Linked DNA regions of Triticum aestivum: region 2 is linked to region 1. The links are chromatin contacts, called in public Hi-C maps. All regions are on one chromosome and are shown on one strand. The core of a region is the stretch at or near the end of the contact, and the rest is flanking DNA. Distances in the headings are between cores, read along the strand shown. Region 1 holds the start of LOC123085713 (SNF1-related protein kinase regulatory subunit beta-1). Region 2 holds the start of LOC123085711 (inactive glucose-6-phosphate 1-dehydrogenase 4, chloroplastic).

Evidence for each region. A called contact is a pair of places that touch in the nucleus more often than the background predicts.
Region 2: a Hi-C map of leaf shows a contact between it and region 1, with 4 times the contacts expected there. The contact joins the promoter of LOC123085711 here to the promoter of LOC123085713 in region 1. A contact is called at or near these places in 2 of 5 Hi-C or Micro-C datasets (both in leaf).

What each region holds. Positions count from the first base shown.
Region 1 is chr4A:162,958,014-162,964,082 of IWGSC CS RefSeq v2.1, forward strand. It overlaps LOC123085713 (SNF1-related protein kinase regulatory subunit beta-1), which reads left to right and starts at 2,610. Exons shown (of 4, transcript XM_044507406.1): 1 at 2,610-3,003; 2 at 5,931-6,069. The coding sequence starts at 2,764.
Region 2 is chr4A:162,114,203-162,120,271 of IWGSC CS RefSeq v2.1, forward strand. It overlaps LOC123085711 (inactive glucose-6-phosphate 1-dehydrogenase 4, chloroplastic), which reads right to left and starts at 3,234. Exons shown (of 12, transcript XM_044507400.1): 1 at 2,941-3,234; 2 at 2,299-2,494; 3 at 1,747-2,012; 4 at 1,334-1,428; 5 at 1,121-1,235; 6 at 815-1,020; 7 at 607-715; 8 at 489-529; 9 at 1-107. The coding sequence starts at 3,018.

The DNA.
Region 1 (6,069 bases), core at 1,360-3,859:
CTACCCTCATGTGACATCTCCGCATCAATATAGTATTGGCACTACGGTCGGATTTTAACCTGGATAGTGTCTCTCCACCATAAAGCTAAGCCATCACTTTTGCCCATGCAGTCCACAACTATACCATTCCTAAACCCCAAACTCCATCTGACTTTTTCCATAGCTCTCGCCTTCTTTTTTGTCTCGCTCAAGAAAACCACCGCTGGGTTGTAAGACCGTATCAGGTCTCTAAGCTCACCCACCGTCGGGTCCAACCCCAGTCCCCGACAGTTCCAGGCCAAGAAATTCATTGGTCCCGGCGGCCCCGGAACTCGGGGTCCGCCGATGTAGCTCCATGATCACCGATACGCTCAAAGACCGACGACACTTTCTGTCGTTTATCACCAGAGAACATATCTGCTCCTTCCCTCCTGGCCCCTTCCCCTTTTGCTACCCATATCTGTTTTGATGAACGTTTTTTCTCTTTTGGCACATACTGTTGGTAGCTCTCCCGCCGTCGGGCAGTACCATCATCCCTCCTTGGTTTACGAACATAATACCCCGGCCGCCTCTGCTGCCCCATACTTGGTCTCTCTCCCTGAACTTGCTACCTCCCACTGAACTCCGGAGAGATGATTCCCTCTCTGACCCTTTGGTGCAGCTCATTGCGTAGATTCCTTTCTCTCCTTTCCTCTAAGTCATCCCGTAGATCCTTTTCCTTCTCAGCCCTTGCACCAGTGTGCGATTTTTGTGGGCTGATCACTTCATCGTGCTCCTTCCCTTTGTTCTGCACCCCACCAGTGTGGGAGTCAGCTGAGGGTGTGTACTCCCTATAGAGGGGTCAACGCATTGGAAGATCTCTAACAAAGCTCTGTCCTTTCGAGCCATTTTCTCCTCCACTTGACCTTGAACTTTCCTTACTAAAACCCATGCTTGAGCTTCCCCTCCATTGCTTTTTTTCATGGGCACCCGACGGGGACCTACCTGGTGAGGCACGGAGCCACTCTCCCCAGTGGGAAAGCGGGTCAACTGGTGGTTCACATCGTCCATCTACATGCACAAGCCTTCCACAATCAAAACAAAAATGAGGAACCTTCTCATAAGCAAAATCAAACCACGTTTTCTCTTCATCATCCGGTTTCTTCTTCAGGTAGAAGCCGCGAACCAACGGATCCTGCACTGCAATTTTGGTCCTCACCCTGAGCTCCGTTCCTCTAGCCAGCCCATCTTCCCCAACATCCACTTTAACTACTTTACCCAGCCAATTTCCTAGAGCCTCTCCAAACTCCTTGGTTCTTTTGTCCAAAGGTAGATCACCTACCCTTACCCAGACGTCAATTGTGTTGAAAATCATCTCAGACGGCCTGGTCACACCATCATAGTCCTTCAACACCACTACGTTGAAGTCGAACTGCCATGGGCCATTATTCAGGGCATGCTTTCAGTCACCCTCACTTCCAAACTTGATCATGAAGATATTGCCGCCCAAATCCTTAAACTGGGCTTCTCGATGGAGTCCCCATGCCCTCTGCATCGCTCTTTCAAAAGCATATCTGTTCAAGGGACGCGGCGAAAACGATTTCCCCACGACCGCCCACTTCACGTCCTGCTTCTTCCTTGGCCCCGGCTCGTCGAACACGAAACCAGCCGCCTCCTTTTCAGTCAGCGCTAGTCCTCCCATCTTCGCTGACAGGGTCGCGGCCTCCTCCGACACCTTGCCATCAGCCGGGGATCCTGGAGATCCCCTCTTCGCGGATGCGTTCTGCCCTGTCGCCAGCGCCACATCCTTTTTCGTCGGAGTCGCCGCCTGTGAGGGAACACCCCCTCCCTTGCTCGATGCAGACGCCATTGCCTCGCCTTCGAGAAGGAAAACCCGCGCCGTAGCCAGCCGAGATCACAACGCCGTCGCCGCGATCCCGCTGCCCGGAGATGACCACCACCCTATGTTCAAACCCTAACCCTAGGCGCCGCCTCCCGATCGCCTAGCGATCGCCTCTCGGTCGCCCCTTAGAGAGAGAAACGTGGTGGACCCGCTTTCATTTCCCGTCAACTTCGTACGTAGTCTCGACGAAAATCTTAATCCAAGCTCTTAGATGAGGCGCAGCCTACATAAAATGAACGACGACAGTGTTGCCAAATTTCCTGCAGTGGCACGACAAACACTGGAATATGGGTGATACTCGCGACGGCAACCGCCACAAGGCCAATCCTTCACCTACCATGTTCCTCAACACGAATCCATCCCTTTCACGATTCTCATTCTTCAACGCAAAGGATTCGCGAGACAACACGCCAATGAGATCGCAGCGACGGATGCCGGATTTCGGGTCCCCGGAGCCGGCGCCCGACCCAGCAGGTTCAGGCTCCTCTCTCTCCCTCACCCAACGTCCGTCCGAACGTGCGCACCGTGACCAGGGCCGGGCCCCGCTCCACGTCACGTACATATCACCAAACACGAACCTCCGTGCGCTACACCCTCCTGCACCGACCGGCGGGCGGGCCACGTGGGGCCGACGCGACGGTGACGGTGCAACCCACGAGCGCCGGGTGCACGGGTGCCGCCACGCTTCCCGGGCAAGGGGCAGGCAGCGGCACGCGCTTAATTACGCGACCAAACGGGCGCAGCCAGCAGCCATCCCTCTCCCTTTCCTTCCCCTCTCTCTCTCGCTCGTCTTCCTTGCCCCCTCGCGCAACAGCAGCGCCACAACGCAGTGAGTGGCACTTCCGTGATTTCGCCGCCGCGGGGGCGGGGGGAGGAGGAGGAGGAGGAGGAGGAGGGAGGCCATGGGCAACGCCAGCGGCAGGGAGGAGGACGCCGCCGCGCCCGGGGAGGCCGACGCCGCCGACGTCGACGTTGAGGACGGAGGCGACGACTCCTCGGCCCGCGGCTTCCCTCCCTACGGCGGAGGCGCCAACCACGTGCGCCGTGCGTGCTCGGTGGGCGTCGTGGGGGCCAGCGGCGGGCCCGGATCGCCGCCCGGGAGCCCCGGCCGCTCCCTCTCGCCGCGGATGTTCGTGCCCCAGGTCAGATCACCAGATCCCGCACCCTCTTCTCCATTTCCTTGCTCGCTCTACTGCTACACAGTTTGGTTCGGTTCGGATGCCTAGTTTCCCCCCTGCTGGTGCTTGTATGTGATCTCCAGATGTGGAGGTTCCACTGATTTCGTTGGTTGGTTGGTTGGTTGGCCTAGGGTCCCAAGGTGAGGAGTGGTCGCGATCTGGAAATGGCTCGGTATCCTCCAAATTCACTTTTAGCTAATGCTGCCCTTGCTGTGGATAAACTGTTTGATCCCTGCGCGAGAATAGAGCAAAGGAGCGCAAGCCTACTTGCTGCTACTTCATCTTAGTATTACTGATTGTAATGACAATGCAGGAAGACACCAGTTGTGTTTATCTTGCCTAGTTTCACTTTGGCAGTCGCTTGTGCGAGCTTGATTGTTTTCTCCTAAGCAGCAAACCGTTTCAGAATAAGCTAGTATGCTACTTGGACAGTAAATAGGGTGGTTCTTTTATGTGCAAACTGTTGAATGGTCGTTTGATTGTACAGACTTTTTATGGGTTTTGCTGTTCTGATTAAAACTTTACATGAAGCAGATTGGTTAGTTCTAAAATTTTCGTTTGCCCCTTGCCCAATAGTTACTTTAGGTACTGTAATGGTGATGTGTAAGTTAGTCATGAGAATGATGTCTCCGTTTGGGCTGTCCAAGGAATTTATAGGCTTTCTGTTAGGGCTCTGGTTCATATCGACACTGATACTGGTTTTCAGACCATGAATTTAGATGCTTTTCAAAATGAAATTAATACTCGATATACAGTCAGTCGTGCTTCAAGTCGTGCCTAAGCATTCAAAGGAAAAATACAGGATTGATTTGTTCAATTAGAGCCGGCGACCTGATGTATATATTTTTCTATTATTATGGCTGAAGATTGGATTGGTATGTCAGTCACCTTCTCATTTTTTTTCTCAGTGTCATACTGTCTATTACTTCTGAACCAACCCTTCTGCTACAATCCTGGGATTATGCTATCACTGTCTGCAGAATGTAGATCTCTTCTGGTGCATTGACATCAAGTATTCTATATGATGTAACAATGCGTGAGGATTTTTTCCATTCTCTTGGGTAATGGCCATAAGGATTGATTAAACTGAAAATAATTGAAGCAACTAAATATATGCAATTAGTAGTTGCCACAGCCTCTGCTCAATTTATCAGTTTTCCCGTTGATGTCACTAGTAAAGCGGACACATCCAAATCCATGAAACGAGTGTATCGAGGCTTACAGCATGACTATCCTGCTTAGCTTCGGAATGGCACAATATGATGTTATCATTTTTCTGTTTTCAGTGTATTTGCATGTTAATACCCTTTTGCCCTTTCTTACCTTGAACATGCACCCAAATCATTTTTCCCTTTACTTGGTAGAACCATATGAATCACAGTAGGTGCACAGATGGAAATGAGAAAATTCTGTTGCATCTAGACGAACTGCAAGCATTATAAGCATAGGGATAAAACATGACAGGGAATATTTTATTCTAGTGAAATATGCAGAACGTCAAATATTTGTGTATTCATTTATTGCTATAAAACAAGGTTAGATACAACATATGCATTAAGACTAAGTGTGTTCTCTCCTAGATACAACCTTAGACACACCAAAACAATGGATGTTTTATGCATTAAGACTAAGTGTGGATCTCTTAGGTTGTTGCCAATACATAGTTTCTATAGCAGTTCGGGACTAAGGAGTCCAATCGTATTAGAAAAGGTCCAGAGGCAAAATAGACGATATATAAGGAGTCAGGCAAGAACAATCAATCTACCCTCAAGTTATTCTCTCATTTAAACCTATGTCTACCCAGTCCGTCACAGCCATGCTCGTCTGGCTACAGCACAGTAGTTACCCCGTGGTGAATCAAGGTTCGCAACAATAGCTATATCTAGGAGAGAGAACGCGTAGATATTGGAATAGCTTTGCTAGTTTTGGTGAATCAAGGTCTAGTCTTCATGCTGTGGGTGAATCAAGGTTCGCAACAATAGCTATCCCAACCTTGGAATAGCTTTGCTAGTTTTGGTGAATCAAGGTCTAGTCTTCAAAGTGCATAACTAAGAAAAGTTGTAGACATGTGGTGAATCAAGGTTCGCAACAATAGCTATATTAGGTTTTGGTAGTCATGCTGTGACTGATCTAAAAGATCTGTTCTTCATGGTTAACAATACGGATTACTGCGACTACTGACTACAACTTTTCTTAGTTATGCACTTTGAAGTATAGGGCAGATACAGATATTGGGCAATTTATATTGTCCGGGGTTGTGATATAAAAGATCCAGTCTTAATGGTTTACAATATGATTTCTGAGACTATTGACTAAAATCTTTCTTAGTTTTGCACTTCGAAATGATAGAAGGCCAGAGACTAGATATTAGATCATGGTTTGCTAGATCAATACATCGTAGTAGTGTTATATTAACACAAATACAAGTACTTAGTTGATTCTGATACTACTAAATCTTGTAAGTGTTGATGTCTTTATTGCGCATAGGCTAAATATTGATGTCTTTATTGTGTATATGTGTATTCTGAGCCATTTGGTAAGAAAACCAAGCATTTCTGATGTAAGGTATTTCTTTCAGTTGCCAGTAACTACTTAACTAGTATATAAAGCATATCAATAGAGTCTCAAAACTTAATGGTAATCAGTATTATCTTATCCTGGGATTTGCTAAATGACTAAGATGGGTTTTGTTATCTGTCATTTATAATCTCTACTTATCTGTGTTACCCTACTCCAAACGTTTTCATCTATCTTTTTTTAGGATAAAATATTTTCATCAATCTGATATAAATGTTTGCATCCTTTTGTGTCATATGTTTGTTCAGAGAGGATTAGTATCTTTAATGTGTGAAGCAAGAACATTCTTTGTATTGATTACTACAATTTTGCAGACACCTGTACCTCCATTGCAAAGACCTGCTGATGTAACTCCAGTGTTCAATGAAATACTGATGAATGAACAAGAAGAAGAATTTGATGGCCCTCCTCAAAAGGAAATACCTGCTTTGGTTGTTTGGACTCTCGGAGGAA
Region 2 (6,069 bases), core at 1,984-4,483, 840 kb before region 1:
TATCCTCCCCATCAAGACTAACAGGTGGTTCCATAGCAAATAGTGCTATCGTTTGAAGAATGTGGCTGTGCACTATGTCACGGATTATCCCGTAGTTTCCAAAGTACCTGAAATGACATGGTGGATGAACTAAATGATAGTATAAATGTAAAATGGGAGCACTAATAAAGGACTAAAGTTTCATTAAAAACCCTGAGTAAATTAGAGACTACATTGAAGGTCACAGACCCAGTTGTAAGCTAATCATGCAGCATAAAACCAGGATTAAAACTGGTGCAGTACTAAATTTCCTTTGTTAAGAATTACTCAGTAGGATGAACTTGTGCTAATTTACATAAAACCTGCATAGCCAAAGTTTATATTATTTAGACTGCAAAACAAATGGTGCCTGATGATGATGTAACCTAAAGGGCTTTAGCATTCTTTTATCGATGATGACTTAGTAATGTTTCTTTTTCCCTAAGAGAAATGCCTTCATGTTAACTGACCTCCCTTGTGTTTCTGCTGATGTTTCTTCAGAAAAAACGACCTGTAACAATGCATGCACATTAGCAGTGTGTATGTAAAAATAAAAACATTGGTGAAATGAGCTTATTTCGAAAGTACCTGCACATTGCGTATGTACTTCCTACTCCATAAAGGTTCAAATACCAAATTAGAAAATCTCAAGACAGTGAGATTTTCGATTAGATCCTTCCCCAAAAGATGATCAATTCTGTGTGATATAATGTTTAGCAATAAGATTTAAGGGAAAGAAAGGTGCAGTAAAAACTAGTGACAGGACTTGTAACTTGCATGGATACAAGATGGTCACCGGTAGATTTGCCTCTCTTCAAATCTTGACAGCAAAGACTGTGTTACCCGTTGTGAGGACAAACTAGTGAAGCCAAATGGTTTCTCGATAATTATCCTATTCCAGCCATGCTTAGTTTGGGCACTGTCAGATAATGGCAATGCCACATCAAGAAGTGCCTCTTGGGGAACAGCAAGGTAGAATATCCTGTTTGCTGCACAAGTGCCCTTTGAAACGAGAAATTGGGAATTAACATACAAATCCCAGGTTCAATTATAGCCCTTGAATTCGATCCAACAGAATTTCAGAAGTGTGACGTAATCTCACCTCTATCTGTGCCATTTTCGAATTCAGTTTGGCCATCCCATCTATGTTATCATGTCCTGCATCGACATAGTATGTCCTTTTAAGGAATTCATTCAACTTTTCTTCACAGTTTTCACTGCAGCACAACAATATTATAAATATATATCAGATGAAAACTTCCTAAATTTAATAGCATGAAGCTTGGAGTCAAGGTCTGCTACCAAAGAAACGTACTGGTGATCTACCCGACAGGTCAAATTGGCTTCAATCATGGATCTTAAATCCTCGTCTGCTAATGTCTTTCTAGAATATCCAAATATGGCAACATTCTGCAATATAAAGCATTGAAGTTGTGACAGGATGAAATGATAATACAGACAGTTGACAGGCAGTCACTAGATTCGAACTCCCAAAAGTACTCGAAAATCTGATTATTCTGCATCATTATTCACACGTACAACACCACCTCTATTAGCACTAAGCCTAACTATGTATAGGAAAGATGTAACTAATCCTAAATAGAAATTGATCATTCAGCGGGTTGATCACAGATATGGGATTGGAAATCGAAGCTTGTTTGCTAAGGATGGTTCTAAAAAGGGATAAAAATGAAGGCAATCAGATGTTATGACATGTTATGCTCATACCTGAGGAAGAAAATCACTGTAATACAGAGCAAATAGTGCTGGGAAGACTTTATTTCTTGCCAGTTCGCCAGTAGCTCCAATAACAGCAATACAAAGAGATGGTACACTTTCAGGTTGGTCATCAAAATTATCAAACAGAACAAGGTCTTCCTCTAGTACAGGATGATCAGCTTCAGAGTGGTTGAGTCCCAAATGCATTGAACTTTTGTCATCGATCGAGTTATCTGACATAACAGAGCTTGTATTTGCTGTTTCACCTCCTGTTTCTACATAAAAGGAAGCAATAATGTGTGTGTGTGTGTGTGTGTGAAAGCATCTGGATGCAAGCAAATAACCACGGAGAAATTTGTGATGACAGTAGTAAGATAGTATGATAAAAACTAGGGACTAGCATATTTCACAAATAATGCGAACTGAACATAACTTTCAAAGGCATGAAGCAAACTACTGGCATGCACACATGTAAATCTGTGGGAATGATAAGCCAGGAATCTCATAATTTTGATAGATATACTTGAAGTAGCAAATAGCAAGTGGTTTCCGAATACCAACCATCAGCAAGTTGTACATTCCGACGAGTCATCCTTCCAGTCAGCGATGCAACCTTGAAGCAGTCAGGAATTTTACCAACCCCTTGAATTTCCAGCTTTCTCTGAACTTGCGATCCATGCCTCCTCAGGGCCTTGTGGAGCTTCATCTTGGCAGCAATCCAACATTGCGTTCTAAGACTGACAGCAGGTCCTGCAACCTACGTGCAGAAGCATCAAGCAGGCAGTTGATCAGCACTTGAATGTGTCCATGTCTACTACATCGGACAATGACAGTAATTAAACCAAATGCAGAGCAAATAAAAGGCAAGCATCATCTGTAGGCAATATGAGGCAGGATGGTGCTTGGCCGACTCTGTATTCCGTCACCCTCGGGTGCCAGAACGGGCCACAAGAATCACATGCTCGCACACGCATTTCATCGAACATCCTGATAGCAGACAGGAGCGCTCGCCCTTCCATCCACCCCTCTTGGCCCGTAGGAATGACGCATGACGCATCCATGGTCACAGAATCCAGCATAGCACCATAACCATAACAAGTTGGTAAAGGCATTTTATCAAGCAGGTCAAGCGCGCCACAAGGGTGGAAGGAGGCCAAAAGGCACGACGGCCACCAACCACAGGAGCTCTGCTGGAGTACTCACCGGGCTGAAGCGCGCAGCCCCCAACGAAGGCGGCGCTGGAGCTGCTGAAGCCCTCACGGCGAGGACCGTGGTAGCCATACACGGCGTTGGCGCTTCTTTCTCGGTCCGCCGTATCCCGCCCCGCTTCTTTTTAGTCTCACGCCGGTGGCCGGTGCCAGGATCGTGTCAGTCAGGCCCCGGCTGATCTGATAGTGATAGACAGCCACGCGACAGTAGCTAGCCGTACGTGTCGTCGGTTTCAGGTATCACGAGGGAGTGGATAGCGACGCTCTGTAGCCGCCCCCGTTGGGATGCACATTTCGCAGTACAGCCAAAAAAAGCCCTAGGAAAGTGACAAAGTACTCCTCGCTTTGTGAAATACGTACAGAGCAGCAAGTCTAAAAATAACGTTACTAATGTGTAAGGACGCGTGCATCTGGGAGCTAAACTTTTTCGCTATCGGCTACCGCTTTGCCGTTTCGAAGCGTGGGATGCAGTTTCACTGTCCAAGTTCTTGGTTCTGACAAACACAAGTTGGTACTACTGAATTTGTATGAGAAATATTATTGTCATCGTCGCCACTGTTATTGTTTTTCTTTAAACATAGGCGTGAGCTTTGCCTCGTCTATTAATTAAAAAGTTTATTGTTACAAAAATACCCTATTGTTACAAAATGTTACTATCTCAATATTATTTTTTCTAACTTCTTAGCACCCGCTTTGGTCCAAAGCATGGCCTTCTCTTTAGGGCCTGTTTGGTTCCAATAAGTCACCTGACTTATAAGTCAGGTGACTTAAAACCAGTGACTTATAAGTCACGTCTGTTTGGTTATCACCTGACTTATAAGTTATCTGAGCACACATTTCCATCTTGTTTTTTTATGTAAAGGTGGTGGGACCCATGCAAAAAGGGGTGACTTATAAGTTTTAAGTTGGGGTGGAGCAACTTATGACTTATAAGTTGGGGTGACTTATAAGTTGGGTCTGTTTGGCAAAATAAGTTATTTTTTTCACTTTTGAACTTATAAGTTGGTGACTTATTTGGAACCAAACAAGGCCTTAATTAAGTTTAGAAGGATTGGATGTAGCGCTCTTGTGTCGGAAGACACGGGCATTTCTCTTGTTTGAGACAGACCATGACTTTCCTATGAGGGATGTTGGCATCTGATAAATTGATCCACCAATCTTTAACAGAATTTTTCGAATGCCACAAGAAGGTATCAATGTTTTCGAGGTGTATCCAATCATTGACAAAATTTGAAAGGTAAATTGGGAAGCGGTTGTTGTGCAAAAATAGTATACAAAAATTACACTCATAACTCAGGTTTGGAACCCGCAAAAACAAACTCAGATTTGCAAACTATGCCCATGCAGATAGAGTAGATTGTTAGTTGAGGCAACATCTACAATGTGTCTGTATATCGATCTATGCTCCTGCTTGAGCTTGTGGACCTATTTATGGGCATGTAGCTTTGGTTTTTCTTCATGAACCTATTTATGGGCCTCTAATTTATAGATTCTCAAAGGACGGGAATGTGAAGGAAAAAATCAAAATCCTTCAAAAATCATGTGAATTTTTTTCAATCAATGGGGATGTTTTGCTGATATTCTTTTTTTTGCGAGAAAACTTCCAATCTATTCATCTTCAATCATGATAGTATAACGAATGCTAGAAATAATAAAAATTACATCCAGATTTGTAAACCACCTAGCGACGACTACAAGCACTGAAACGAGCCGAAGGCGCGCCGCTGTCATCGCCCCTCCCTCGCCGGAGCCGGGCAAACCTTGTTGTAGTAGACAGTCGGGAAGTCGTCGTGCTAAGGCCCCATAGAACCAACGCACCAGAACAGCAACCACCGCTGACGAAGAGTGTAGATCAGAAGAATCTAACCCGAAGACACGGGAACATATACGAACGACGAACAGATCCGAGCAAATCCACCAAAGACAGATCCGCCGGAGACACACCTCCACACGCCCACCGACAATGCTAGACGCATCACCGGAACGGGGGCTAGGCGGGGAGACCTTTATTCTATTTTCAGGGAGTCACCGCCGTCTCGCCTTTCTGAGTAGAACACAAACCCTAACAAAACTCGAAAAAAGATCCAAAAACGGAGCCCTCCCACCGACAAGGGCCGAGATCCACTCCGCCTCCATGGCCCTAAGGCCACCGGAGACAGGGCAGACCGGCGACGTCGCCGGCGGGAGGCAAGAGAAACCCTAACTAGCCTAAGGTATTTCGTTTTGCTGATATTCAACCGAGCCGCGGAGAGACTTCTGAGTTTCTAAAAAAAGATGAGTTGAGACTTGGGAGGTCAAAAAAATTGTAACTGTTTAAATCCTATATAGAATTAGAAAACCACGTGAAGTCGTAATTGGAGGGCCCTCTTTGTTCGCAAGATTCTCAAAATACATGAATAGAAAAAGCATATGATTAAAATGTCATGTTCTCTTAAATGCTATAGGACTAGAAAACGACATCAATTTGAACAATATGTGTATGATGCCACAGAAAAACAAAAGTTATACAAAGAGATTCGAGTGGATAGAAATTTCCGTCCAAAACTATGTGCAAATCAATCCTTAGGAATTTTCCTATCCCAGGTTTAAATCCTCCACAAATCCTATGAAAATCCTTCGAATCGTAGGTTAAATGGTTTATACGCTAAAACGTTATAGTACATTAGTGAGTAACAGATCGAACGGCATCATCCAACTAAAGACTAGGACCCTAGGAGAAAGTCGAACCACATCAACCAATATCCTCCTAGGGTCCTAGTCTTTTACGACGACTTTCTTAAGCTTCAAATGTAAAGAAGATTGATAGACCACTCAACACAAGATGTTGTTATATTCATGGAACATGATTTGGCAAAGGCTAGGAATATGAAACCGGTTTCGTGTCTTTTCGAGCAACTGTTTGGTTTGAAAATTAATTTCAACAAGAGTGAACTGTTCTTGTTTTAGGCGCACCAAGGAAGACAGTTATTTGGTTGTGAGTTGGGGTCTCTTTCATTTAGGTACATGGGAATCTCAATTCATCACCGAAAACTAACCAACAAAGAATGGAAGTGCATAGAGGATCGATTTGAGAAGAAACTAAGTTGCTAGAAGGGCAAGCTTATGTCTTATGGGGCCAGCTAAT